Linked DNA regions of Mus musculus: all the other regions are linked to region 2. The links are chromatin contacts, called in public promoter capture Hi-C maps. All regions are on one chromosome and are shown on one strand. Each heading gives the region's core, a stretch centred on a gene start, on an enhancer-like site or on the middle of the called end of the contact. The rest is flanking DNA. Distances are from core to core; before and after follow the strand shown. Region 1 holds the start of Heatr5a (HEAT repeat containing 5A). Region 2 holds the start of Sptssa (serine palmitoyltransferase, small subunit A). Region 3 holds the start of Hectd1 (HECT domain E3 ubiquitin protein ligase 1). Region 4 overlaps Heatr5a (HEAT repeat containing 5A). Region 5 holds the start of Dtd2 (D-tyrosyl-tRNA deacylase 2). Region 6 holds the start of Ap4s1 (adaptor-related protein complex AP-4, sigma 1). Region 7 holds the start of Mipol1 (mirror-image polydactyly 1).

Region 1 (3,789 bases), core at 635-3,134, 2.7 Mb after region 2:
AACTCGAAACACAAAGACACAGAAGCCAAGAATGAATGAATGAATCTCCGACTGAGGAAACTTAGAATTTGATCATCAAAAGAGATGAAAGGGATGGAGACATAGCTCTATGCTGCTCAGGCAGAGGACCTTGGTTCAATTCCCAGCACCCACATCAGGCAGCCCACAACGACATCTGATGGCAGTTCTTAAAGCTCCAACACAGTCTTTAGACTTCCAAGGATACGGCATGCCTACGGTGCAAGTAAAGACAGGCATACCTACGTGCATATAACAAAACAAAACTGTAAGGAACTGAGATAAGCCCTGAGAGAATGTGTATTGTCGACTAAGGCATGGCTATGTCAAGGACCCAAGGCCTCAGACCCATGGGAGTGGCAAAGCCCTCTTCTGGGTCAAGGGTTTACTAATGATTGACCAAAGTGTGCAAAAACCCAGCAACTGCAGCTCACTACAGATACCTCTTATCAAGACTACTAGCCTCATGTTCTGAGGTTCCAGTGGGTTATTTCATAGTTGATGCCACTCCATTAAAATGTGCAGGGCCCACCTTAACCCAACTTTTCTGTGCCTGTGTTTGCCCTTTCTTCTTGCCCCAGTCAGGTTTCTAGGACCAAGCTGTACAGGATGCAACACAAAGAAAAGAAAAGGACACTCATTGCTCTTGCAGAGGACCCCAGTTCAGTTCCTAGCACCCACATCAGGGACCTCACAACTGCCTATAACTCTGATGCCCTCTTCTGGCCTCCATGGGCACTGCATGCATGTGGCACACATATGTGTAGGCCCACACACAAAAAGTTGTAAAAAGTAAATAGATAAATAATGGAAGAACACTATAATCAACTTAATGAAGTGGAACAATTCTATATCCAGTAATATAAATTATGAATTTCTAAACAAGGTTATTCACAGGTACCCTGAAACAAAATAGCTTCAGAAAATACATATTAATTACAAAGATGGAAAAAGGAGCTTTTTGAAGAGCAAACACCGACACATATGAACATGGAATCACTTGTGAGAGTCCTCAAAGATATCTAGTTTAAATCTAATCATGAATAAATATCAGACAGAATCAGAATGAAAGCCTTTCTATAAAAACAGTGAGCCAATAGTCTTCAAAGTTGTCAAGGTTGTAAATGTCAAAGACTAAGGAAGTATTCCAGATTGAAGATATGCATTGCAACTAGAAAGAACACTTATTTCGGAACTGAAGGCCTTTCCTTACAAGGAACATGATTGAGACAACCAAGAAACCGAGTGTATTGCATAAAGAATATCGCTATTGCAGTTATTATGACTATGTGTAAACTGCTTAGGAACACTGTGACATAATATTAGCAACTTAAATCTCAAAACCGTTCGGGGAATAATGTTTTTGAACTACGATTGCAACCTTCTTGTAAGCTTGTTTCAAAACAAGGGAAAAAAGTTACACTCAAAATCCTGATTATAGTGGAAAAACACATCTGACTCAGAGCCACGGACTCCGCGTGGAATCTTCACATAGTCCTTTTACAGTTAGGTTCCTGTTAAAAGTTCTTTAGAGTCCCTTCCTCGGGTAAGATTCCATCATATCCTCCTTCAGCTCCGGCCCTGCCTGAATATTTCCAGGCTCCTGAAGTGTCTGCCTTTTAAGCCGCAAGTGTAGATTCTGACTGGCGACAAAAATAGACAAAAATAGTTGTGGCCGGAATCTCCGGACTGGAGGACAGCACGCTGTCCTAGAAGTGACTTCTGCCTCAGGAGCTCCCATCGCTCTCTCGGCGGTGGAGTAGTCACGCCTGCCACAGTGTGCGCTCCCTGGCTCGGCGGGCGGCTGGCCAGCCTGGGCGCGGGAGGGGCCGGGCCCTCCCAATGGCCGCTCCCGCCGCGCTGTCAGCCCCGCCCGCCCTCCCAGCTCCGCATTCGCCCGCGGGGAGCCGGGTGCCGCTGTGCTGTCGCGGAGCCGGGAACGTGGCACAGCCGGGACGGGTGTGAGCTCAGGGCGTCTCTGCAGGCAAGCCGGGAGATCCGGAGAGGAAGCTGGGGGCGGCGTGCTTAGGGACTGGGCGGGAGCGGCTGGAGCCGGGTGGCGCGGGTCCCGGGTGGGCGCGGTGCGGAGGCTGAGGACCCGGCCCGGTGGGACGGAGCCGAGGGGGACGGGGTCCCGGCTGCAGGCACAGACGGGACACGGGGGCTGACTGCGGCGTGGCGGGTTTCCTCCTCAGCCCAACAGGTAGGCGGGGTCGGCAGCTGCGGGGCTGGGACGCGGGAGGGGAAAGTCGGGGACCCGGTCGCCTGCCCCGCGGCTGGGGACCCGCCCTGCACCTCCAGGTCGGCCCCCAGCAGCAGAGAGTGGACGTTGCCAGAAGTTTCCAGGTCTTCTTAAGAAGGAAAGCCTTCGCCAGGGGCGTTTGCGGAGTCGGTGGAAACGTTTGTTTTTTATTTTCCTTTATTTGCTTATTTCACGCCAGCAAGAAAGAGATCATCTCAAATGATTGCAAATCGTTTGCAAATCGTTAGAAACTTCGTAAAGCACCTAATGGAACTTAGTAACCGTAACGTGTACCTCTGACAAGTTAAGGGAATTTGAACTCTCAGGTCAGACAAATTAGATGGTTTGTAGTCTTTTGGGTTGTGCGTGGTTTATAAGAATGCTAGTCACCCTAAAGGAACTAAAGAGCTTAGAGATAAGGAGAAGTTTAAGGAAGTAAAAAAAAAAAAAAGCCCTATAACAGTTCAGGACTTTGAAAAACAATGCTGGGAGATTAACTTAAGTTAACCCTAATGCAAGGTTGCCTGGTTTTATTTCGCAAACATCTTAGAGACAATGTCTGAGGATGAGGTTTGATTATTTATTTGAGACGGTCTCAAACCTGCCTCTGCCTTCAGAGTGTTGGAATTTAAGGGGTGCACTAATACACAGAGGCAAAGAATGAGATTTTAGATAAGCATCCAAAAACGAATAAAGCCAGGCTTAACGTTGCACATCTGTAGTTCTAGTATTTAGGATGTTGAGGCAGAAAAGGGGAGCGTTCCCAGCCAACCTAGGCTTAGGTAGAGAGAGCCACATCAGCTAACTCACTTTCAAAAAAAAAAAAAAAAAAAACGAACACCAGAGAGCAAGGAGGCAGTTTTACTAAGATAGGGGCGGGAGAATATTGGAGAGCGGATTGGTTGTGCTGTGGAATGCACTTACTTTACATAGATAGCTGTAGGTCAAGAATAAACTCCTGACTTAACCTTTGGTACTCTTTATGGATCCTTGATTAGGTTACCTTTACTTGTTCTTTAATTATATTAGCGTTTGATGTTAGTAGCAGGAAAATACAGAGTTCCCAAATAACGGGGGAGGGGGTGGGGAGGTAGTAATATGCACATGTATTCGAAGGTGCTTGCACCCAGGACTGTCTGCCCTGCTCTCACTTTCTGCTTTTTTGGAGCAGGGTCTTCTCCCTAAACCTAGAGAAAGCCCTAGCAGTCTTTCTGCCCGCCACAGCGGTGCAGTTAGAAGTGCCTGCCCCGTCCACGTTTTTTTGTGGGTTTGATCTCGGGCCTTCATTCTTGCTCAGCCAGCCTTCTTACTTGCTGAACCATCTTCCCAGAATCCCACAGAACCTTTAAAATTTCTTAATTACTATCTAAAATTAACACCATCAATTTAAACTAATGAATGTACTCTCTGAGGGGAAAATTAAGGTTCCTTGTCTTTGCCCTGTGCGTTTCTGTTTTCCACCCTCCATTCTTTGCAGCTTAATTTTTAAGAGGGCAGTTGCTAACACCTTCATTAGCCTTTCTTATGGA
Region 2 (3,805 bases), core at 1,274-3,773:
GGAGAGGGAGAGGGAGAAGGAGAGGGAAGAGGGAGAGAGAGAGAGAGTCTAGTACCGTTTCCAAGACATGCTCAGACGACTTCTCTTACTAGGTATTACCTACTTGTGGTGGTTTGAACGAGAAGTTCCTCTTTCACGTTCAGAAGACAGTGTTTCACACAAGTCTGTCCTGTCCTCTGGCTCTTACATCATTTCTCTCTCTTCTTCTGCAATGTTCCAAAGTCTTGGAGCAGGTGATACAGATGTTTTACTTAAGGCTGAACACTCAATGTATTCTTAGCACTTTGCTGCCAGGCTTTTAATCCCAGCACTTGGGAGGCAGAGGCAGGCGGATTTCTGAGTTTGAGCCCAGCCTGGTCTACAGAGTGAGTTCCAGGACAGCCAGGGCTACAGAGAAACCCTGTCTTGAAAAACCAAAAAAAAAAAAAAAAAGAGCCTTTGCTTTAGTCACAGTCCCTGTAAACCATGTTTTCTCTGACCAAGCCTGAATATCATCGTAGTTATTTAAAGCCAGTTTAGCTAGAAGCCTGCTTAACAAACAACAGTAATAGATTGCTTCCTTGGGCGTTTGCCCTCCCCAGCCATGTTTTTTTTTTTTTTTTTTTTTTTTTTAACCAGATTTACAGTATCAGAATTCTCTCTTGTGGAGCAGGCCTAAAATCTTGTTAGAAAGCAGTTGATTCCCCCCTAACAGTCAGGCCATTATTGTACCAGTGAACTTGTCTTGCCTGGCAGCTTAGTATTGTAGCTCACAAGTGGGTGGGACCACTGAAAAATTGTCTCCCTCAGCAGTTTATATCTTTTGGCACAATGAAAGGTAGTCAGCAGCCAGGGAAGGGTGGTGCACACCTTTAATTCTGGCACTCTGTGAGTCTGAGGTTAGCCTGGTTGAGACTGATTAAGCTGGTGTCCAGAGCAAGTTCTAGGACAACCAAGGCCACACAAAGAAACCCTGTCTGGAAGGGGGCCGTGGGGAGGAGATATCTAGCAAGAAGGAAACTTCCAGCTCAGATCCAGCTTGGTTTCTGAGCTTACTTCTTACCATCATGTGTCTGAAAGATGAGTCCAGGCTCGGTGTGGTTGGTGCATACCTGTAATCGTAGCTCGAAGGAGTCTGAGAAAGGTGAATTACTTTGAGATCGAGGCCAGCCTATACTACATAGTGAGGTCCTGTATATTGGTTAAGTTATTTTTGTTTTTGTTTTTCATTTCCACAAAAAACTAGAATCACTTGGGAAGAGGGAACCTTAGCTGAGGAACATGAGATTGGTCTATGGTGGGCGTGTCCTCCCTACTGTGGGCAGTGCCATTGCTAGGCAAGTGGGGTCTGGGCCGTTTAAGAAAGCAAGTTGAGCAAGCCAGAAAGAGCATGCTCCTAAGCAGTATTCCTCTGTGGTTTCTGCTTCAATCTCCTGCCTGGAGTTCCTGGCTTGGCTTCCCTCCGTGATGTTCTGTAACCTACAAGACGAAATAAAATAAAATAAAATGACTAGGCACCTTGTGAAAGCAGATCTCAAGTCTATTGTTGTTTGTAAGGTCTTTGCTCGTAAGGAGCATAAGGAATTTAAGTTAATACCTGTCAACCTGGAAAGGTTTTAAAGCTTAAAGCAGCAGGTTTGAAACTTTTAGACATGTGAGTTGCAGGCTACTTAATTATGTCATTTCACAAGCACACAGTGCATGGGCTTTAGAGGAGTGGAATACAGCCGGTACTGCTGCAGGTCATAGGAGTGAATCTTTAGGAGACAGATCACATGCTGACCTCAAGCTGTCTTTAGAACCCACTAGATCAAGTGCACTTCTCTTGATTGTGACCTACATGGTTGTTTTCTAAGTGTAGTCATAGAAATATTGGCAACTGTCTATGGCCAATTCTTTTGTCTTTAGGTTAGGGAATACTAGTGCGTGTGTGTGTGTGTGTGTTGTGTGTGTGTGTACTCGCGCGCGCATCCTAGATAGGTCTGTTTTCACGCATGTGCTCGGAGGAAGGGAAGAGCTGATGAACATATTACTTCTACAGTTTTCAACATCTTCTTGGCTGGGTGTCATTTGGCATCCACATTCTCTTTGACCCCCGCATTCCCTCTTGCACAAGGCACTGTTTATTTGCATGCCCGACTCTTTAGTAGCATTCTCACCCAGCCCTATCATCTCTTGGCCCAGAAGGGATTCATGAGGTAGGAGAGAGATTACATACACTGGTTTCTAAAGGAATCCTTCTGGGCTGGTCTGAAGGATCCGGCCTCTTAAGGGCACCATCTCGCATGGACACCAGTGGGGACTGAAGCCGGTCTTGCAACCGCCATGCGTGCGCGTGGAGATGCAGAACTAGCACTTAAACCCAGACCGTTTCCCAGGGCTGGGGAGCTCGCTCCGGGCGAGGCGCGGGGCGGGACAGGAGCACACGAAGTGGCCGCTTGGCCAATAAGCGCAAGCCAGGAGGAGCCGGCGGTGGCCGCTCGGGTGCGCGCGGGGTTGGGCGTACACGGTGACGCGCAGGCTCGGCAGGACCAATGGGCGCAGGGTGGTGGCGGGCGGGCCCCAAGGCCTGGGGCTTTAGGAGGTGAGCGGGCCGCGGGCCCGCCTGACGCTGCTACACCGCGGGAGGCGCATGGCGGGCATGGCGCTGGCGCGAGCATGGAAGCAGATGTCCTGGTTCTACTACCAGTACCTGCTGGTCACTGCGCTCTACATGCTGGAGCCCTGGGAGCGAACCGTGTTCAGTATCCTGTGTGTCCTGGCCTGGCTGGGGCGTGGAGGGGTGCGCGCGCCGGGTTGGAAGGGGGTGGGGGGGTGTCTTGGGGTCAAGGGAGGTGGAACCGCGGAGATCCGGGTCTTGTACGCAATTCCCCTGCCCAAGGTGGAGGCATCCTGATTTCTGCAAGCAGTCGGGAGGGCGACGTCTCCCCTGGTGCTTCCTTGTCCCGCTTCGGCCGCGCCTGCTTTTGATCCTTCAGTATTCTTTGAGGCAGGGTTGCTGCAAATCGCTCCGGGCTTGGGCGTCTTTAACCCTTAGCTATTCCTGATTTGGAGCGATAGAACTCTAACCAGTTCACCAGGTTGTGAGTACGTGGTCTTGACACTCCCACACAGTTTTGGAAAGCAGTTTGTAAGTTACTGAAAGGCCTTTTGGGCTTCAAAATGGCAGTTTTAAAAGTGTGTTATATTTATGACTTCTTTGCATCATAGGTACAAGCTGTGCCCAGAAAAGACTTTGCTGGGGTTTCAAACTGTGCTTTGTTGTTTAGTTTATCACCGGTTAAGAATTGTTGAGTGATGACTTTGCTGAGCACTTTGTGTGTATGTTATCTTGCCTAATTTTAACAGCTCCAGCGAATAGCTCAAGGTTGTGAAGCCTGATGTTTGTTTTCGCCCAATGTCTATGCCGCTATCCTCTGATTTCCGTGTCGACGAAATACTAGCAATTCATTCTTTTAACGCTCCACTTCTCCTTTCCTTAATATAAAAAGAATATACCACATCACATGCTTATTTCATCCGCTCAGCTTCTTGTGGTTTAGCTTTGTTAGGAACAACTTCACAAACGCGTTCCTAGGACTGAGGTAGAGCTTCTTTGCAAGCTTTTTCAAGGGTGCTGGTGTGGAAATAGCATGAGGTTATTTGGAGCTGACTCTTGAAAAATTTTAGCGTCTTGCAAGACTATTACTGTGAGCAATTATTTCCTAACCTAAAGTTTAATAACCAGAATGTATATTTGGGGCTCCGGATTAAGAAAGCCTGATTTTCCGAATCGTTTATTTGTAGCTTCAGTTTGCTCTTTGGATTTTGTAGGTCAGATAACATC
Region 3 (3,801 bases), core at 833-3,332, 2.8 Mb after region 2:
TTATCTATAGCTCTAGAGTATTATTTTAAAATTTCTTTTCCTCAAAGATTTATTTAAATTACTTTTACATTATGTGCACATGTGCATGCCTGTGTGTGGGTGAATGCATGTAAACGCAGGTGCTTGTAGAGGCCAGAGGCATCAGATGTGAGCTGCCTGATATGGGTACTGGGAACCAAACGCACAGACCACCAGTGAGTATCTTCAATTTCTCAAGGCCAGATAATGTTAAGCATCTTTCATATGCTTTCTCGCCAGCCACTGGGATGTCTTCTTGGTTAAATGTCTCCAGTCTTTTACAATTTCTAATTAAGGTTTTTTTCTTTTCTTTTTTCTTTTCTGAGACAGGGTTTCTCTGTGTAGCTCTGGCTGTCCTGGAACTCACTCTGTAGTCCAGGATGGCCTCAACTCAGAAGTCCACCTGCCTCTGCCTCCCAAGTGCTGGGATTAAAGGTGTGCGCCACCACTGCCTGGCAAGGTTTTTTCTTATTCTTGGGTTTGAAGAGTTTTTCATTTGTTCTGGCCACAGTCCTGTGGTAGCTACATTGTTAGAAAGTATTTTTCCTGTTGGGGAACTTTGGAAATTTCTGCATGAGCCGTTCATAGTCTGTGAAGGTAGATTCCAGGCATCTGTATATGAAGAAACACATTGTGTTACATCTAAACAACTTACTATTATTTAGCAGTAAGAATTAAATGGGCTCCCAAGCCAGGTGTTAGCATACTTGTTAGCATACTCAGGAAGGAAGCCCTCTTGTTAGCATACTCAGGAAGCTGAGGCAGGAGGATATTGACTTTAGGCCAGCCAGGGTTACATAAGCATACCCACTTCAAAACAACAAGAAAAACAAAAAGTAAAAAACAAAACCAAATAAAAAAATCCAGTACAACAAAACAAAACAAAACACAACACAACACCAAATAAATGAGCTACCAAGCTATAAAAACTCACAGAGGATCCTTAAAGAGTGTTAGTGAATAATTCCAACTAGAAACGATATTTTGGAAAGGGCAAAACCATAAACAAAGAGATCAGTGGGAACTCTCTGTCCTTAGCCCTACCTGGCCAGGAACACATGATACAGAACAGGGTAGCCATAACTTATTCTCTGTACTTTCTGTTCAATTTGCTGTGGATCTAAAACTCTTCTAATGAAAACTTTTCCGGGTGTCTCTAATGTGCCGCCAGGGTTGAAAACTACTAGCCTCGGTCTTTGCATACAGTTCTTTCCTAAAATTAGGTATCTACTGCTATTTTGTTGTTGTTGTTCAAAGGATGAGTTCAGTATGGAGTCTTTTTCTTCCTCTTTTTCTCTCCCTTGGCTGCTCCTTCTTCATCACCACCGTCGCCGCCCTGTAGCCCAGACAAGTCTCGACCTCATTTTGTAGCCAAGGATGACCTTGAACTCCAGCCTCCAGTTCTCTAGTGTCACGGTTACGTGAGGACTCCACTAGCAGCGGCTAGTATTTGATTTTTCAACGCCCATGAAATAAAAGTTTGACGGGAATAACTACGGAAGTACAAGTGACCACGAGCCGAAGGCAACTGTGTGGGAAGTCCTCGATGCTGGCTGCTTCCCGGGACTCCACGGTGGGCAGGCAGGAGGCACGAGTTCCCGCAGCCGTCCTGGTCCCATCTGCGCCGAGGCGATAACGCCCGGCTGCGCAGCGCTCGCCGAGTTCCCAGGCTCGCTGGGAAGCGTTCTGGTAAACCGCTGGCTTTAAAAGTCCGGAGGAGGGGGTGACCCGGGCACGCCGAGCGCCTGCGAGACGGTGGCCTCCGTTCCGCAGGACTCCGGAGCGGCTCGCGCCGGGCGAGACGGGCGGAGCGTGCGCGGAGCAGCTGCTGGCGGCGCGCGCGGATTGACAGCGCGGCGACTCGGGCGCCGGGAGGCCGGGCTGAGGAGAGCCGTAGCCGACCGCCGAAGGAGCCCGGCGCCCCCCGTCGTCGCCCCGTGCCGCGGGGTCCGGCCTCCGCAGCGCCCCAGGTGGCCGCGGGCAGGGCGGCCGGGAGGCGTTCGCTCCGCCTCCGCCGGCGCGGCCTTCACCAGCCTCCCCGCCCGGCGCTCGGCCGACCCTTCTCCTGCCCCCGCCCGGCTGGCGATGGACGCGGCGTCTCCCCGCTGCCGCCGACGGCCCCGCGCGGACCTGGCTCTGAACCGCAGGGTCTGAGGAGCCGCGTGCTGGGGTCGGGACCCGCGCTGGCTGCCGCCGCTCGGGGGAGCCTCTCGCTTCCTTGTCACCGGGTCCCCGCGGAGGAAGGGGAGGGACGAGACACGGCTTTTCCTGTGCCGCCTGCCTGGCTCGACCTGCGCGGCCTGCGGTTTCCTAGGAACTCGAGGGCCGCGGCCGGGCCAGGCTCTGCCCGCGGCCTGCTTGGAGCTGGACCGGAGCTGTTTGGTACGGCGAGCCAGGGTAAGAGCCTGCGGTCAGGGTAGGCGGGGGCGCTAGGCGCTGTCGGCAGGCTGGGCCTGCGCGAGGATCCGGGCCGCCGAGTCCAGCGGCGGGCGCGGAGCTGGACCCCAGCGCGGTGAGGTCGGTCTTCCGCCGTCGCCTCTGCGTATCGGGCCCTTTGTTCCCCTCTCCGGGCCTTACGGGGCTTGGCTTGTTGGCTTCGGAGCTCCGGCTACGCGCTCCTTGTCCTTGGTAAGGCTCAGCCGCCCGGCGGGGACCGGGGACGTCCCGCTGGGCCTCCGAGTTCCGGGAGACCCGCACCCCAGCCGCTCGGCGGCTTCCTCTTGAGCTCGCAGGTTTGCTGCTTCTCTAGAACTTCGCCCTCCGCCCGGAGGCAGGTAGCTAACTTAGCCAGGTTGGCTGTCAGCGTCGCGGCTCCGGCCTTGATCAGGCCGAGGACGATGGGGCAGCCCCGCCGGGCGCGGCCGATGGGTGCCCACCGCGACCCGCCTCTAGGTTCCCACACCGGCAGGTGGATTGCGTGGGACGCAACGCTGTCCTTTGGTCGGGCATCTAGAAGCTTTTGTAATGACTTGCCTGCCTAGACTACTTCTCAAAAAATTTTTTACATAAAAACTAACTGCCCCATCCTATGGGAGAAAGAATGTCTGCCTGTCTGTCCGTCTGCCTGGGGGGGGGTGGTAACCTGTTAGTTGTATTTACTTTAGCATCAAGCCCCCCCCCCAAAAAAAAAAAAGTTTTAAGAACATTTGCCTAGATTACCAGAAGTTCTTATCAGTATTTACTTCCGCATAGGTAGATTTCATATCTAATTACTGTTTGTATTTGGGCATATTTTAGGAGTAAGTTTGAGAATTCAAAACTCGTGAGAAGGGAAATTCAATCCGAAGAAGAATTGGATTGGAAAGTGGTCTTTAAAACTACTGGATCTGACCCGTATCTGAAGCTCCGATTTTTGGTGGAGTTTGGGGGGAGGTTGCAGGAAGAAGTTGACTGGTAAAAGAACTTTTTTGTACATGTTTTTTGCCTTTTGGCACAGACATTGGTGATAACAGTACTGGGATCCAAAACTTGTTTCATAGTGTTTGACCAAGACAGCTCTGGTTTCTAGTTAACTAGCAACCTAATCAGCATATATTCATTCCAGTGTTAAACTGTTTTGCCTTGAGGGTTTTTGCATTAAGCCCAGGAAGTAGACTGCTGCATATGTAGCATACTTTTTGAAGTAATACTTTGCAGTTTGGAAAGTTTTTTTTTGTTGTTTTGTTTTTGTTTTTTCAAGACAGAGTTTCTCTGTATAGCCCTGGCTGTACTGGAAATCAGCTTTGTAGACCAGGCTGGCCTTGAACTCAGAAATCTGCCTGCCTCTGCCTCCCTAGCGCTGGG
Region 4 (3,951 bases), core at 306-2,805, 2.8 Mb after region 2:
AGGTGTCAGAGCCCCTGAAACTGGAGTTATAGTTGGTTGTGAGCGACCTTGTAGATGCTGGGAATCAAACCCATGTCCTCTGGAAGAGCAGTAAGTACTCATTAACCACTGAGTCATTTCTTTAGCCCTTAAACTTTTTTTAATTAAAAAAAGAAGCTAGGCAGTGGTGGTGCCCACCTTTAATTTCAGTGCTGGGAAGACAGAGGCAGGAGGATCTCTGAGTTCAAGGCCTGACTGGTCTATAGACTACGTTTCAAGACATTGAGGGCTACACAGAGAAACTCTGTCTTGAAAAAAAACAAAAAACAAAAACAACAAAAAAGAATCCAACACAAGTTCAAAGCCAGCCTGGACTACGTAAGCCCTGGCACTCACGCATGTGCACACCCGCGTGTACACACACACACACACACACACACACACACACACTCTCACTCTCTCTCTCTGAAACTGTATTGTTTACTTGTGCTGTCTTTTGCTAAGTCAGTGTATTTATCTCATCACGATAGACTCATCCAACAGTCTGAACTGAGAATCTCAGGGGCATCTTGCTTTTCCTCTCCCAGGAATCAGCGTGGAGTTCCTGTGTTCCCTGCGCTCAGATGCAAGCTTGGAAAGCATCATGGCTTGTCTGCGTGCACTGCAGGCCCTGCTCGATGTTCCTTGGCCCAGGTGGAGAATTGGCAGTGATCAGGTGCTGGACTGTGCCTTGGGTAGACCTCTGTTGACGTCAGAGACCACAACTACATTCGGGTTGAGTCGGGACGCTGCTGTGTATTATAAGGAGCTACTTTAGAAATACTTCTCCAGTCTTTGTTATTACAAGAAAATTTTAATATTAATCTTAGAATCTACACGTCAGCCTTTGGCTGTGTCTCCAGTATCATCTCAGACATGAATGAAAATGATCATTTGTCATAGTACCATTTCTCACCGAAATGAGCTGAGAAGTGTTCTGATATTTGTTACAGTGTTATAAGCCAGGCATGGTGATACACCTGAAATCCCAGCGCTGTAGGAACAGGCCGGAGGATCAGGAGTTTGAGGTCATCCTTGGCAAGTTTAGGCCAGGCAGACAAGACTGCTTCAAAGCAGAGAAGTACTGATATATTCCTTTATTGTTCTGGCAATATACTTGTTTTTAAAAAGAGAATTTATTCAATTCTGTCTTTTTGAGCTTTTATCATTACATTTAACCTTGTTATTTTTACACACACACACATGAACTGACATAAACAAATGTAATTTCCAATAGTGTCCACTTCATGTTTTCTGACAGGACTTGGGTATTGAATTGCTAAATGTACTACACCGAGTAATTTTGACCAGAGAGTCACCAGCCATTCAACTGGCTTCACTTGAAGTGGTCAGGCAGATTATCTGTGCCGCCCAAGAACATGTGAAGGAAAAAAGACGTAGTGCAGAAGGTAAATATTAACTCAGTGACATAGCATCTCTTCTCATTCCAGTTCTGAGAGTCATACACTCTGTATGCAGTGGGCAAGCGCTGTTCCCCTAGGCGCAGCCGCAGCCACACAACGCAGCGCAGTGTCATTGTCTTCACAAGTGTTACTCGGGGTAACCACACAATCTGGATACTGCTGAAACTAGGGCAGACGGCAATACAGACCTAAAGAGCAAACGGGCAGAAGTGGGCAGTATGTGGGGGCCGGTGGGCAGAGTCTAGTCTGATCCTTGTGCCCAGCCGCTGCCAGTCTGTAAGATGACAGAGTCGCTGTTGGAGCTGCTGCTGTCAGATTCTCACTTATAACAGCACAGAGATGAGTTTGATCGGGCACTATTTTAAGGCTGAAAAGATTACAAGAATTTTATTTTTAACCCACTGTAATGAGAACTCATAGTAAAAACAACTTTAACTTCAGAGCTGCTTTTTCCTTAAGCTTTTCACACCTAGGACTTAGCCACTAAATGCATTGTCTGGAATTGCCACCTACTTGGAGCCAAGCAAGCAGCAAGTATTTCTTAAGCACTGTTCCCTCTGTGTTTCAGTTGATGATGGAGCCTCTGAGAAGGAAACCCTGCCAGAGTTTGGTGAAGGGAAGGACACAGGAGGACTCGTACCTGGGAAGTCTTTGGTCTTTGCAACCCTGGAACTCTGTGTCTGCATCCTCGTTAGACAGCTCCCAGAACTGAACCCTAAGCTGGCAGGTAGCCCAGGAGGAAAGGCTTCAAAGCCGAAGACCCTGTTGGAGGAGGGAAGTAGACTGGTGGCGGCTGCCCTGGCCATCCTTGCTGAGCTTCCTGCAGTGTGCTCTCCTGAAGGTATGCTGTGCTGTGTGAGCTTCCTGCAGTGTGCACTCCTGAAGGTATGCTGTGCTGTGTGAGCTTCCTGCAGTGTGCTCTCCTGAAGGTATGCTGTGCTGTGTGAGCTTCCTGCAGTGTGCTCTCCTGAAGGTATGCTGTGCTGTGCGTAGGACCTAGAGCCGTGCCTCTCAGTCACTTCCTCGGTTGGGTGACCCCAGCCGTAGAACTGCTTCCTTGCTACTTCATAACTGACTTGCTACTGCTGTGAATCATAATGTAAATACCTGATATACAGTCCACAGTGGGGCCATGGCCTCCAGGTTGCCAGCCACTGTCCTAGAAGAAGGGGACTGACCTAGTTGCTATTCATTTTCTCATTTGAGTACTTTTTATAATCCTGTAAGATTAGTCTTGCAGTCTAATATAATTTGTTTCACCAAGAGGTGAAAGTGAAAGCCACAAACAGCAGATGTGATGGTGAATGCGCTTCCTGTGACTGCCTTCTTACTCCAGGTCTAGGCGTGGAGCCCAGGCTTGGAGCATGCGAGAGTGTGCCCTGACCATCAAGCTGACAGTATTTTAAATCAAGTAGTAGTACTTGTACATTTTCAGTGTGCAGTATCTGGTGGACAGTTCTGACTCCATATGACAAATTTGTCATGAGGATGCCCTGTCCTGTTTGGGACCAAATCCATTCAGTTCTTTCATCTAGCTCCTAGGGTTCTCTGGGTGCTGCTAACTCCACTGCCTGCCAGAGGCTCCCTGCTGATCCTGTTGTTTGCAGTGGGCATACTTTCTGTGAGCATAAGCCACCTAATTCTGGGTCAGGTAGGCCCACTCTGCCACCGTGTGTGTGTGTGTGTGTGTGTGTGTGTGTGTGTGTGTGTGTGTGTGTGTGTGTGTTGGAGAAGAGTGTTTCGGGAGTCGGTTCTTGCTACTTTGTTTGGCGGCAGCCTCGCTCTTGCTCCTGTCACTGTGGTGCTCCATGTGGGTCTCTGATCTGCAAGCTTCCAGGTGACTCGCCTCCCATCTTGCCATAGGGATGCTAGGATCACAGGTGTTCACCACTGTGTCCAGCTTCTCCAGCAAACAGTGCACTGATCTAGCTTTTTAATGTTTTCTTCCTTCAAAGTTAACTCTGGTCTCACCTTATCAGAAAATGTTTCCCTGGAGACCTTCTCATAATGAGTTTTGTTTGTTCTTGTATAAACACTATTTCTTATGAAGATCTATAGCTTTCTCCATCATGTAACTATATTATATGTAACTATTACATATAAAAGATAAATATGTGTGTAGGTGTGTTTTATTTCTAGTTAAAATTTGTCTTTTGAACAAAGTCTAGCACAGGATGTGAGAAGATGGCTCGGTGGTGAAGTTCCTGCCATGCAAGCATGACCTCAAAAGCTGAGCGGCCCGTGTGTACCTGTAACCCCAGTGCTGCGGTAGAGGGAGAGGCAAAAGCAGGCAGAGCCACAGAGTTCATGAGGCAGCCACCCAGCCAGCCAGCCAGCCAGTCAGTGAGAATGTCACAGAAAATAAGGTGGAGCCATCACACACACACATACACACACGCACACACAGCAACTGACCAACCTACATCCCGAGTTCAAGTCCAACCTGGGCAGTTTAGTGAAACTCTATCTCAAAATTAAAGCTAAAAGAGAAGGCGAGTTCCGAGGAGAT
Region 5 (3,575 bases), core at 513-3,012, 2.7 Mb after region 2:
TGACCTTGTTGGAGTAGGTGTGTCACTGTGGGTGTGGGCTTAAGATCCTCATCCCAGCTGCCTGGGAGTTAGTCTTCCACTAGCAGCCTTCAGATGAAGATGTAGAACTCTCAGCTCTGCCTGCACCATGCCTGCCTAGATGCTGCCATACTCCCATCTTGATGATACTGGACCAAACCTCTGAACCTGTAAGCCAGCCCCAATCAAATGTTGTCCTTTATAATACTTGCCTTGGTCACAGTGTCTGTTCATAACAGTAAAACCCTAAGACTGTGGGCAAGATATATTTTGAAAGATTTCTAACTTTTAATTCAGTGTTTCTAAGCTTTGCTAAAGCTGCAACCCAGTTCCTCAGGTTGTCATAACCCCCAACCATAAAATGACCTTTTTTTGGGGGGGGGAGGGGGTTGAGACAGGGTTTCTCTGTATATCCCTGGCTGTCCTGGAACTCACTCTGTAGACCAGACTGGTCTCGAACTCAGAAATCCGCCTGCCTCTGCCTCTGGAGTGCTGGGATCAAAGGTGTGTGCCACCACTGCCCAGCTATAAAATGATTTTCATTGCTACTTTATCACTGTAATTTTGCTACTGTTATAAATAAAATGTAAATCTCTGTGTTTCCCAATAGTCTTTGTAAGACACCGAAGCTGGGCCGCCACTCAAGTCCCGGGATGAGCTGGCCAGCACCCCAGTGACCCGAGAGAAAACCACACCTGATGCAAACTGCAAGAGGTTTTATTATCAGTTAGCTGAGGACAAAGTCCCTCTGCCATGCAGGGCAGGGGAGTTTGACCCTGAGCAGTGACAGTAGGGGGCTTTTAACAGCTAGCTGAGGAATTGGGAGGAGTTGGGAGGAGAGTTGGGAGGAGTTGAGAAGAGTTGGGAGGAGTTGAGAAGAGTTGGGAGGAGTTGGAAGGAGTTGGGAGGAGAGTTCTTCTCTTCCAGGTGTCCTTGGTGAAATTTACAAGGCAGGAGTGAGGAGTGAGTTCTTTCTGAATTTTTATCTCCCGTGTCCTCGGCACAGGAAGGCAGGCATCTCTGGTTGTAAAGTATAGAAACAAAAAGGCTTTTTGCTGGCTATAGTGAACAAAGAGCTTCTTTCTGGCTGTATTTTTAGAGATCAGGGAAAACAAGCTTGGGGAACGTCCCAGGGGCTTTACCTTCCAGGGAGAAATGCTCTAAATCGGGGTCCCACATCTTAGGTGCTCCCTTCTATAGTTGCATCTGTCCCCCACCCACAGGTTAAGTTCCCTCTCTGCCTGCTTTGAGATCAATTGATCTCATTCTAGTTATGTCTTTATAATAAATATAGAATGGATTTAACTCTGACTTACATTCTTTCCAATACCTGGAAACCTAAGCTTTCTGAAATGAAAAATATTTCTTCAAAAGCTATGAAGCAGGTAGCAGAGCAGGATGGGGTGGGGTGGGGCTGTGGGCGGGCACACATGTAATTCCTGCAATTGGGAGAAGGAGTTCAGTTCAAGGTCAGCCTCAGCTATGTGGTTATTGCGACCAACCCCGACTCTATGAGACCCTACCTCCAAAAACAAAACTAAAAACGAGGCATTCGAGGATGAGATTAGGTTAAAGAAGGAGGGAGAGAAGGAGAGACAGAGATCTCTAAACAAAAACCCTCCAAGAGACTGAAGCTTCAAAGCTCCAAAGCTGGTCAATTCCACATCCGGGACTCCGGAGAGCCAGGCGGAGGCCCCGCCCACTTAGGTGGGGCCACGAGCAGTGGGAGGCGCCTACCCGAGCATGCGCAGTGCGGACCCGCGCCATGGCGGACGGTGGTCGTGTGGCCCAGGCTCGTGCGCTCCTGCAGCAGTGCCTGCACGCTCGCCTGCAAGTGCGCCCGGCCGATGGAGACGCCGCGGCGCAGTGGGTGGAGGTAACGCCCGGCCCTATCCGCGGAACCGTGCCGGTCTTCCTGTCATCTTTCGTGAGATGAAGAGCTTGTCCCTTTCCGTCTGCCCACTTTAGTGGGCTGCCTAGCTGTCTCTTTGGACTTGGCGTCTGGTGGTGGCCTGTGCCCCACTGGTTCGCTCTGCAGCTCTCAGCCTGCGGATGATCTTTCTGCCTTAGTATATTAAGTGTTGAGGTAACAGCGTGAGCCATCTCGCTTCTCAGAATTTTCAGGGAATCTCACCGCCAGTAGATCCTTAGATTCCATTATCCCGCAATGCGGGGCTGCTCACCACCACCTGTAACTCCAGCTCGGTCGGATCTGATGGCCTCCTCTAGGCGGGACAGACACCTGCCGTTGTACACAGACACACAAGTGCACATAGTTAAACAAAAATCTTTTCCCAGGTAATTCAAGTATGAGTGCAGAGCTAGCTATATTTACACAGAAAACCATTAGAACCAGAAAGATATAGCTGAACGTAATGTCGCTAACAGTTAAATTGAGTCTCAAACATGTATAAAGCTTTGGAAGTTAAAGCATGAAATATAACTGTGTGTCTGCCTTCCCATTTATTTTTATGTAGCATTTGATAAACACCTGGGTTGTATTTACTGTGAGCTCAGCGCTGTTTTAAGCAGTTTGCAGTTATTAATTCATTTAATCTTTGTGGTGGCTTCTGAATCAAGTGAGCCAAGGAAATTAACATACAATCGATTCCCTCAGTGGTAGCAACGAAGTCATTTATCACTTGTTTATTTTCTTGTAGACTGTCTTACAGGAACTAGTAAACAAATATTCAAGTCATTATGTAAAATGAGAAGGTGTATATTCCTGATAACAACCAACCTTTTCCTACAGAACTTATCATAAATGTAATTTTCAAAGCCCAATCATTGGGTTTTCTTCAGGCATTGACCACGGTAACAGAAAAAGCAACTGAACAGTTCCTGGAATTTGTAAAAATAAGACAAGACCCCATGTAGAAATACCACTCTGTTTAAATGACTTAGGGGAAAATACAAAGTAACATCAGAGGACACTACTAACACTGTTGCTTATTCAACAGCCCCATGTGGGAAAAGGAGGATCATTTGATGTTGAATAAATCAGCCTGTAACTTTCTGTGGGCCTGGCAGAATTTGGGGGAGGCTGTCTGAAAACTGCTGGCTCAGTAGAAATAAATGCAGGCATGGTTTGTAATCTTCACCCCTTTTGACTGTAAATAAGCATGGTGCTTAAGACTTGGCAAGGATTATTTTGTTTCTCATAATTTATTTAGAATTCAAGACTCTCCTTATTTCCTTAGCTTTTAACCCAAGTGCTTGTAGACACTGTGGAGCGCTTCCCACTGAGCTGTGTCTCTGTAGACTCCTTCCTAACCTGAGATTCCTGTGGTCATTTCTCACAGATTCGGAGAGGATTGGTGATCTATGTGTGTTTCTTCAAGGGAGCTGACACAGACCTTCTCCCCAAAATGGGTATGTGTTTTCTCCCCTCTCCCAGCGAGCGGGGCATGAGAGTGGGATGCTGAAACTCATTATGATGTGGAACAAGTAAAGGAGCAAAGAAAGAACTGCTCATGAGCAACGGAACCAAAATATCCAAAACCACACTGCGTTGGTCTCGGTGGGATTTTGTTTTGTTTTTAAGGGCTTGGGGTTGA
Region 6 (3,825 bases), core at 784-3,283, 3.0 Mb after region 2:
CCTGGTCTACAAAGTGAGTTCCAGTTCAGCCAGGGCTATACAGAGAAACCCTGTCTCGAAAAAACCAAAAAAAGAACTTACAGAAAAATGCACACTATAGCACCTAAAAACTGACCCTTTGTGTATGTAGTATTTCATTCTAAAACCATTTAATGATGAAGAAAGATATCGTTGTGTTGATTTAGTTCATCTTAAGTTCTATTTACAATACTTTCATTTTGTTTCGATCAAAATTTCTGCCACTAATGACAATATCTGCGTTCATTGACTTCTAAACATCAGTCTCTTTGAAAGTTATCGTTTGCCATCCAACCCACTATTCTCAAGAATTCAAGATATCACAACTTCTTCAGGAAAAAAAAAAAAAAAAAAAAAAAAAAAAAAAAAAAAGCAATAGCTCAAACACAGAGAATCTCAGAATAATAAAGACTTAAGAAGTTACAACGGGCGGCCAGGAGCACCGAAGTGGGACCAAAGAAGCAGGTTGCGACGAAGCCCAGGAGCCAGTGAGAAAGTCCGGAAGAATCTGGGCTATTTGCCAAACGTAGACGTCTCCAGAATCCTGCAGACTGACTGGTGCCACGAAACCAGAGGTCAAGTGAGTGACAGGCAGAAAAGAGGCCCGACCCTCTGGGACTGAGCAAAACACGCCAGGAATTCTAGAGAAACGTCAGGAATTCCAGGGCAGTACGGAGGACGCCTTGCACGCAGCTCCAGAGCCCAGGCCCTCAGCTGAGACCCACGCTGCCCCTAAGGATACGTGCGTGAGGAAAACGACCCGGAAGCCCGACGCCCACGCGCTTCCCCAAAGTCAAGGCAGCATCCAGATTCCACAGGCGTAGAAAAGCTGGGGCCCGGCGCCCGAGTTGGGGCGGGGCCCAGGCCTTTCCCCGCCTCCCGAAGAGCGGTCCATCCTCAGTGCGCCTGCGTGGGGTGAGGCCGGACTCTTTTTGGCTCTCCGGAGTGCGGCTTGCAGCGGCGTTCTCTACCCAGCGTGCCGTGCGCGAGCGGCGGCCCTCCGTCCCTCCTCCTCCTCCTCCGTCCCTCCTCCTCCTCCCGCCGCGGCCCCCCTCTCCCCCAAAGTGAGTGAGTGAGACGGGCAGATGGAGGAGGTACCGTAATGGCGGCGGCCGGCAGCTCCCTGCTCTGATCCGCGGCAAGCACACGGCAACGACCCCCTCCCCGGCCGTCTCCCGGCCGGCCCCCCGCCCTGCGGTCGGCGCGGGGCCACCGTCCCGGCCCTCCCCGCAGCTGTCGGCGTCTGGCACTGCGCCCCGGCCGGGGCCCCACACACAATGGACGAGCTGGCCGGAGGCGGCGGCGGCGGCCAGGGGATGGCAGCCCCTCCCCGGCCGCAGCAGGGACCCGGGGGGAACCTGAGCCTGCCGCCGGGAGCGAACGGAGCGCCGGGCGGCGGGGGTCCTCCGGCCGCCGAGGCGGCGGGGCCCCCGGCAGGCCCGGAGCTGTCCCGGCCGCAACAGTACACGATCCCGGGGATCCTACACTACATCCAGCACGAGTGGGCTCGCTTCGAGATGGAGCGGGCGCACTGGGAGGTGGAGCGGGCCGAGCTGCAGGTACGTCACCCGTCACCCCTCTCGACTGCGAGCTGGGGCCGGGGCCACGGGCCGCGGGGGTGGGGCCGGGGCTGAGGCCCGTGCCCTCAAGGGCGGAGGGGACCTACCTGAGCCGCTCCGGCCGGCGAGCGGTGACGGCGCGCCCGGCTCCCTCCTCACGGGCGGCGCGCTGCGGGCATCCTTGGGGCAGCCATTTTGGCTTTTAGCATGGCGTCCGCAGGGCTCCTCCGGAGCCACCTCTCCTGGGCCTCCGGGGTTTGGGCCCAGCGCCTCTGGGCGAGAGTCTGGCGTGGGCCCGCTAGGCACTGAGTTTGCGCTTGTGGGTCCCCTTGAGGGTGAGGCCACGCGGAGAGGGCCTGGGATGAGCGTCTTTGCCTCCTGGCTCCTGCACCCCCTTCCGATGTGGCGTCCTGCCCCCTCCCCCGCGCCTCGGTACGCACTTGCCCCTTGACAGCCACGCCGCTTCGGGCTACCGCCGCGCACAATGGCTCGCGGCCGGCCGGACAAGTTTGCCTTCCCATCCTCAACTCCTTTAAGTACCTGCGATGCCGCTCTACTCACTTGGATTTCCTTTAGCGCTTACTGATTCATCAACACTTTAACTGAATATTTCTCTCTTGAGTCGGCTTCTCTAGAGTTCCCTACTATATTCATGTTTTTACTGATGCAAAGCAAAGCTGGGCTGTCAGTACAGTATTTAGGAAATGTCTGCGGAAAGAATTGGTCTTAATTTGAAGTAGACCGTACTTATCGCTTAGTACAAGCTAAAACGGAGTTAAATGTCCACTTAATGTGATCCTCTGACAGACTTGGGTTATCCTAACTTTTGGAAGGTGACAGTTGCGGGTTCATGCCTTGAATTTTTAAAATTGCTGCATCTGTTTGAAAGGATTATTCAAGCTGGAGGATGACTGCGTTTAGTTTTAAGTTCCTTTCCAGGGTTTAATTTAAGCTTAGAAGAAAAAAAGCGTGTATCTAATTAAGCGTTGCACCTGTTTTTCAGACTTATAAATTTCGACATAAGCAATATTGTTCGTTATTATACACACACACACACAATAACTTTGGTGAGAAATAATGTTGAAACAACAGCGTGATTAATGAATGTAGAAAAGGTATCCTCAAATAAATATGAGTCTTCAGTTTGGTGTCGAATAGTAAACTTTTTAATTACATTGATTAATTTATTTCTGACCTGATTATTTACAAACTATAAACAATTTTATTCAAAAATTAAAAATACCCAGGTGTAGAGGCATAAGTCTTTAATCTCAGTGCTCAGGAGGGAGATGTTTAATATCCATGAGTTCAGGCCAGGCTGATTTATATAGAGTTCCAGGACAATTGCAGTTACATAAGAGTCTATCTTAAACAAACAAAAAAGTAAAAGAAAATTAGAAATAAGGTTGTTTCATTGTCAAAAGCATTGCAAAGCAATTGATTGGACCAGTAAACTTTTTTGGTTATGGGCTTTTGTTATTGTTTTGTGTTTTTGAAACTGGCTTTTTTCTCTGTGTACCTCTGGCTGTCCTGGAAGTAATTCTGTAGATCGGGCTGGCCTGCAACTCAGAGATCCATCTGCCTCTGCTGGGATCAAAGGTGTGTGCCCTCACCATCTAGTATTGTGGTTGCTTTTGAGACGGTCTCTGTTGTCTTGGGTGATCTGAAAACTCACTATGTAGAACAGGTTGGTTTAGACCTCTTAGAGGTCCACATGCTACCTCTTGAAGTGCTGGAATTATAAAGTCTTGTACCACCTCACCTGGCAAGCCAGTAAACTTTTATTTAACTCCACAAAGTGGGTGAAGTTAAATTTTACAACAACAAAATCCTACTTATTTTATATGACACCTTTAGTTCATTCCGTAATCTTAAAATTGTGCTTAAAAAATACATTTGTGTTTTAGAGATTACTACTTTCAAAAAAACTTATGTCAAAATTGCTGTGGTTTCTTTTAAATTTCTAGAGTCTACTATTGTTGGATTTAGAGTTTTGTGGGCATACATCTTTCTAGTATGTTGATGCCGACTTTTCCATGTGGATAGAGAGAAGGTAATCTGTTAAAAATTACATTGAGGCTTTTGCTGAATTGATAAACCACCAGGTCCATATATAGTATTTGATCCTTGTACTGTTGTTTTGATTTTCAAATTAGCACTTGAATTTGTCACTCAGGCATGATTAATGTAACTAGCTAAGAAAGCATCTTGTATCCAAATTAAGTTTTTTGTTGTTGTTGTTGTTACG
Region 7 (3,715 bases), core at 95-2,594, 2.6 Mb before region 2:
TCAAGGCTGGAACCTGGAAACAGGAACTGAAGCAGAGACCAGGGAGTAACCTTGCTTACTGGCTTGCTCTCCATAGCATGCTTGGTTTGCTTCCTTAACAACTGCGGTCCAACCTGCCTGGGGCTGAAAAAACCCAGTGATCTGGGCCCTCTCATATCAATCATTAATCAAGAAAATGTTCCCAATCTGATGGAGGCAATTCCTCCTTTAACTACCCTCCTCTCAAGTCACTCTAGTTTGAGGCACATTGAGGTACGGGATGATAGCCTATGTAATGATTATGTAACTAACTGTCCTTTGATGTGAGGTTCATTCCAGATGGCAATACGAAACTTTGCAAAGTGAGGTAACTCGTGAGACAGGTTAAAACTGTCCTTCTTTAGCTGTCTACCACCATCGGGAATTAACGGACATCAAAACGCTCAAGGAGCCCTTCCAAAGGCCTATTCTCTTAGAAACCTAGTCTATTCTTCTATCTTGTAGTGTCCAACTTCAAGTACTTCACCAATACCACTGGGTGGTGTCATCCTCCAGTTAGAAAAGCCAGCTCTTGGCCGGGCGATGGTGGCGCACACCTTTAATCCCAGCACTCGGGAGGCAGAGGCAGGCGGATTTCTGAGTTCGAGGCCAGCCTGGTCTACAAAGTGAGCTCCAGGACAGCCAGGGCTATACAAAGAAACCCTGTCTCGAAAAAAAAACCAAAAAGAAAAAGAAAAAAAAGAAAAGCCAAATCTTGAATGTAGTGAAGGCAGAGTTTGCAGCTGCATCTTACTAATGTAGGCGCCGGGCATACTGAACTACACTGGGGTTTTTGCTCGCACTTTGAAGGGTGAGAACTGTGAATCGCTCAAGTGTCCCGCAAAAGCACAGAGTGGATCCGCGGTCCCGCCAGGACTGAAACCCTAACTCGTCAAAGCTTAGAGGAAAAACAGCCCACACTTCCGAGTCATTGTTCGTCCCTTCTTAACTTTTGAAAGACTATGACGCCATGAGGCCGAAACCTGGAGAAGGAGCGGTGTTGTCACCTGAGGACGCCGCGACGCGGGCCACGCAGCGCTCCTGCACCTCCAGGGGCCGCGGCCGGAAGTCCCGGGCGGGCTGCAGGCCACCCTGAGGTTCTCCCCCCTCCCCCAGCCGCTCCCGGTCCACGCCGTTACCTGAGGAGCCGCGGGATCCTTAAGCGCCCACTCCGCTCGCGTAGTTGCCCGGTCCTGTGGCGCCGCCACCGAGGCAGCCAATCGTCGCGCGAAACGCTGCGCGTGCCCCTGAGTAACCAAAAAGAGCAGAGCGGGCGAGAGGAAGCGCGCGAGAGCACGCGGGGACGAGGCTGCGCGCAGCGAGCATGCGCGAGTCCGCTGGCTGCCGCGGGGCGGGGCGGGACGGGGCGGGGCTTCCGGCGAGCTGGAGGGCTCAAGGATGGTTCCGGGCTGCTGGAAAGGAAGGCGACCTCGAGGTCGCGTTCTGTGGGAGGAGCTGACAACCAGTGCGCGCTAACTGGGGAAATGTGTGGTTCTCGGGCTCATCCCATGGAGTATCTTCACTGGGCAGTGGTTTCCTTCTGTGCGCAGTGCTTTGCGGGGACAGAAGGAAAGGTCCTGCGAAGTGAGCCAGAGTGAGACTTAGACATCGGCCAATGGTTTCAGAAAAGCTTTAAGGCTGGTGACATTTTGACTTCAGGACTAGAAAGGGTGTACTCAGAATGTTCAATCGCAGAACTTAAAAGAAAGGGCTGAACGCCAGGGATATTTTTAAAGCGAAGTATAGGAGTAATGTGGAATTCTATTAGATGATATAGCTGATAATATTCGAATATTTTTCTCCTTTTAAAGAAAGAGAAGTAGTGTCCCTATGCTGCCCTATCTAATCTAGAACTCCTGCACCCCACCCTAGCCACTGATGCTCTGGTAATTTAGTGTTGAGCTATTGAAGTCACTCTAACTTATCTATTTATTGAGGGCATACTACATGCCAAGTAGTCTTCTGGATGCTGGGGTAACAGTAATAATAGTAATTTTTTACACCCACAGCAGAAAATTATATTTATTTTCTGAATTAATAGACAAAGTTCGTGAAAGACTTTATTTTGGCTTATAGCAATACGAGATCCGTGTCCACCATGCTAATAAAGGCAGGATGGCAAAGTGGCTAGCCATCCAGTCAAAAAACAAGAGAATAGAAAATGGAGCTGGGCTCTATAACCAAAAAGCAGTGACCCATTTCCTCTAGCAAAGGTTCACCTTTCAGAAGTGCCACATACTCCACAAAGTAGGTGACAGGAGGAATGAAGCATGGAAAAAAAGGATGAGATGACCAGATGGAAATTATTTGGAATAAATAGAGCATAATACTAAAAAGAAAAAGTTTCATTATTTATGTAACTAATGACTAGTACTAGTGACTTGTGACAGATTCAGGCTTTAAATGCATTTTTAAATTTTATTTATTACTTTACATTAGTCGGAGTTGAATCATATTTTTATGTAAACAAACCACCACTAAAAAAATATGATTATGGTGGTACACATCTGTAATTCTGAACCTTTGAAGAGTGAACGTGAATTCCAGGACAGCCTGGGATACATAGCAAAAGTTTCCAAAAAAGAGGCCACACTAACTTCTAAACAATGAGCCCTAGCAGGGCAGTGGTGGCACACACCTTTAATCCAGCACTTGGGAGGCAGAGGCAGGCGGATTTCTGGGCTCAAGGCCAGCCTGGTCTACAAAGTGAGTTCCAGGACAGCCAGGGCTACAGAGAAACTGTCTCAAAAAAACAAAAAAGAAAAAAATGAGCCCCCATAAAATGAAAAATTGTGTACTTTCAGTATACAGTAGTGTTCCAGAGATTAAGATAGCAAGGGAAGATCAAGTAAGAAAAACACTGAAATTCAGCACAGCAGACATAAAATCTTGAAGCTCCATATTCAACAGCTGGAATTCTTTGGACTCCAATAAGCTTGCACAACCCTGTGGGCACTAGCTCTCTTGCCTATAAGTCATGTAGCCTTCCATCCACACCTGCACCTCAGTGGATGTCCCACAGTTGTAGTATCTCCAACATCACCTCCCAAGCGTCATACAAGAGCCTCTCTGGACCTCTTCAGGTGTGAAGGGATTTGTGCAGGCCTGTGCTATAACGTTCCAGAAAGCTGAGGAGACCAGCATCTTTCATGTGGCATCTTTCATGCCTGATAATCAGTGCCACTCAGACAAAGCTGCCAAGTTCTTGGCCATTTTGGAATAGAGGTGCAGTGGCCACTGTGTACTTTTAAGGCTGATCTGAGAAAACATTGTAATGGGTGCTTGTTTTATGCAGAGAGTGGTATTCTCAGTTCACCCTCTCTCCATTCAGATGAATTTGCAAATTCTCAAGTTGGAGCCTTTGATGGTTGGGTCTTACCCACAGGACACCTTTGCTATTGTCCCAGTGCAGAGTAGATTTCTATTTAGTGCCACAGATCTCTTTAATGATCACAGCTGTTTTGTCAGCAGCCATTTCTTGTCTGCAGCTTTAAACTTGCTCACAAAATGGCACATTTTTCATATCTTTATGTTCTGCTTCCTGCTCTTTCTCAGTGTGGACCTGAATAAAAGCAGTGAGAGATCATGTGTAACAGTCATGCAGCACGGTCTTCATGTGTGACTCTTACAGCAGGAGCAAGGACTGTCTCTGCCTACACTGCCAGCCTTTCTGCTAACTGGACTGCCTCATCTACTG

The links. Promoter capture Hi-C pulls out the DNA fragments that hold promoters and counts their contacts. Capture Hi-C pulls out chosen DNA fragments and counts their contacts.
Region 1: a contact with region 2 is called in a promoter capture Hi-C map of liver, with 6 times the contacts expected there. The contact joins the promoter of Heatr5a here to the promoter of Sptssa in region 2. A contact is called at or near these places in 8 of 39 promoter capture datasets (the 3T3-L1 cell line, the C10 cell line, HPC-7-derived erythroid cells and 5 more), 3 of 115 datasets of contacts at active chromatin or transcription factors (astrocytes, embryonic forebrain and large pre-B cells) and 3 of 9 other capture datasets (adipose tissue, embryonic stem cells and liver).
Region 3: a promoter capture Hi-C map of pre-B cells shows a contact between it and region 2, with 7 times the contacts expected there. The contact joins the promoter of Hectd1 here to the promoter of Sptssa in region 2. A contact is called at or near these places in 7 of 39 promoter capture datasets (3T3-L1-derived adipocytes, cranial neural crest, embryonic stem cells and 4 more) and 4 of 115 datasets of contacts at active chromatin or transcription factors (astrocytes, forebrain, large pre-B cells and 1 more).
Region 4: a promoter capture Hi-C map of the C10 cell line shows a contact between it and region 2, with 9 times the contacts expected there. The contact joins the enhancer-like site here to the promoter of Sptssa in region 2. A contact is called at or near these places in 4 of 39 promoter capture datasets (the 3T3-L1 cell line, 3T3-L1-derived adipocytes, the C10 cell line and 1 more) and 2 of 115 datasets of contacts at active chromatin or transcription factors (astrocytes and large pre-B cells).
Region 5: a promoter capture Hi-C map of pre-B cells shows a contact between it and region 2, with 4 times the contacts expected there. The contact joins the promoter of Dtd2 here to the promoter of Sptssa in region 2. A contact is called at or near these places in 9 of 39 promoter capture datasets (the 3T3-L1 cell line, the C10 cell line, cranial neural crest and 5 more), 2 of 115 datasets of contacts at active chromatin or transcription factors (extraembryonic endoderm stem cells and stem cell-derived neural progenitor cells) and 2 of 9 other capture datasets (adipose tissue and liver).
Region 6: a promoter capture Hi-C map of liver shows a contact between it and region 2, with 9 times the contacts expected there. The contact joins the promoter of Ap4s1 here to the promoter of Sptssa in region 2. A contact is called at or near these places in 11 of 39 promoter capture datasets (the 3T3-L1 cell line, the C10 cell line, cranial neural crest and 6 more), 4 of 115 datasets of contacts at active chromatin or transcription factors (astrocytes, extraembryonic endoderm stem cells, large pre-B cells and 1 more) and 2 of 9 other capture datasets (adipose tissue and macrophages).
Region 7: a contact with region 2 is called in a promoter capture Hi-C map of pre-B cells, with 5 times the contacts expected there. The contact joins the promoter of Mipol1 here to the promoter of Sptssa in region 2. A contact is called at or near these places in 3 of 39 promoter capture datasets (the C10 cell line, liver and pre-B cells).

Annotation. Positions count from the first base shown.
Region 1 is chr12:51,969,416-51,973,204 of GRCm38.p6, reverse strand. It overlaps Heatr5a (HEAT repeat containing 5A), which reads left to right and starts at 1,884. Exons shown (of 36, transcript NM_177171.4): 1 at 1,884-2,002.
Region 2 is chr12:54,655,290-54,659,094 of GRCm38.p6, reverse strand. Sptssa (serine palmitoyltransferase, small subunit A) reads left to right here and starts at 2,523. Exons shown (of 2, transcript NM_134054.2): 1 at 2,523-2,723. The coding sequence starts at 2,612. Gm40884 (a long non-coding RNA gene) reads right to left here and starts at 350. Exons shown (of 3, transcript XR_872765.2): 1 at 100-350.
Region 3 is chr12:51,827,817-51,831,617 of GRCm38.p6, reverse strand. It overlaps Hectd1 (HECT domain E3 ubiquitin protein ligase 1), which reads left to right and starts at 2,082. Exons shown (of 43, transcript NM_144788.2): 1 at 2,082-2,415. Gm5785 reads right to left here and starts at 3,433. Exons shown (of 4, transcript XM_011244243.2): 1 at 3,350-3,433; 2 at 2,389-2,763; 3 at 1,063-2,328; 4 at 1-630. The coding sequence starts at 3,433. The coding sequence ends at 1,477.
Region 4 is chr12:51,886,330-51,890,280 of GRCm38.p6, reverse strand. It overlaps Heatr5a (HEAT repeat containing 5A), which reads left to right. Exons shown (of 36, transcript NM_177171.4): 30 at 567-694; 31 at 1,280-1,427; 32 at 2,011-2,283. Among named protein-coding and RNA genes, the nearest start is that of Gm34894, 36 kb to the right of the region's middle. Within about 2 kb of position 1,555, at least 97 of the 459 cell types and tissues checked have an H3K27ac peak or open chromatin away from gene starts, as enhancers often do.
Region 5 is chr12:52,004,694-52,008,268 of GRCm38.p6, reverse strand. It overlaps Dtd2 (D-tyrosyl-tRNA deacylase 2), which reads left to right and starts at 1,762. Exons shown (of 3, transcript NM_029545.3): 1 at 1,762-1,894; 2 at 3,321-3,390. The coding sequence starts at 1,784.
Region 6 is chr12:51,689,174-51,692,998 of GRCm38.p6, reverse strand. It overlaps Ap4s1 (adaptor-related protein complex AP-4, sigma 1), which reads right to left and starts at 2,033. Exons shown (of 6, transcript NM_021710.4): 1 at 1,685-2,033. It overlaps Strn3 (striatin, calmodulin binding protein 3), which reads left to right and starts at 1,085. Exons shown (of 18, transcript NM_052973.2): 1 at 1,085-1,577. The coding sequence starts at 1,296.
Region 7 is chr12:57,228,054-57,231,768 of GRCm38.p6, reverse strand. It overlaps Mipol1 (mirror-image polydactyly 1), which reads right to left and starts at 1,344. Exons shown (of 10, transcript NM_001164370.1): 1 at 1,158-1,344. Prps1l3 (phosphoribosyl pyrophosphate synthetase 1-like 3) reads right to left here and starts at 1,357. Exons shown (of 2, transcript NM_001037746.3): 1 at 1,158-1,357.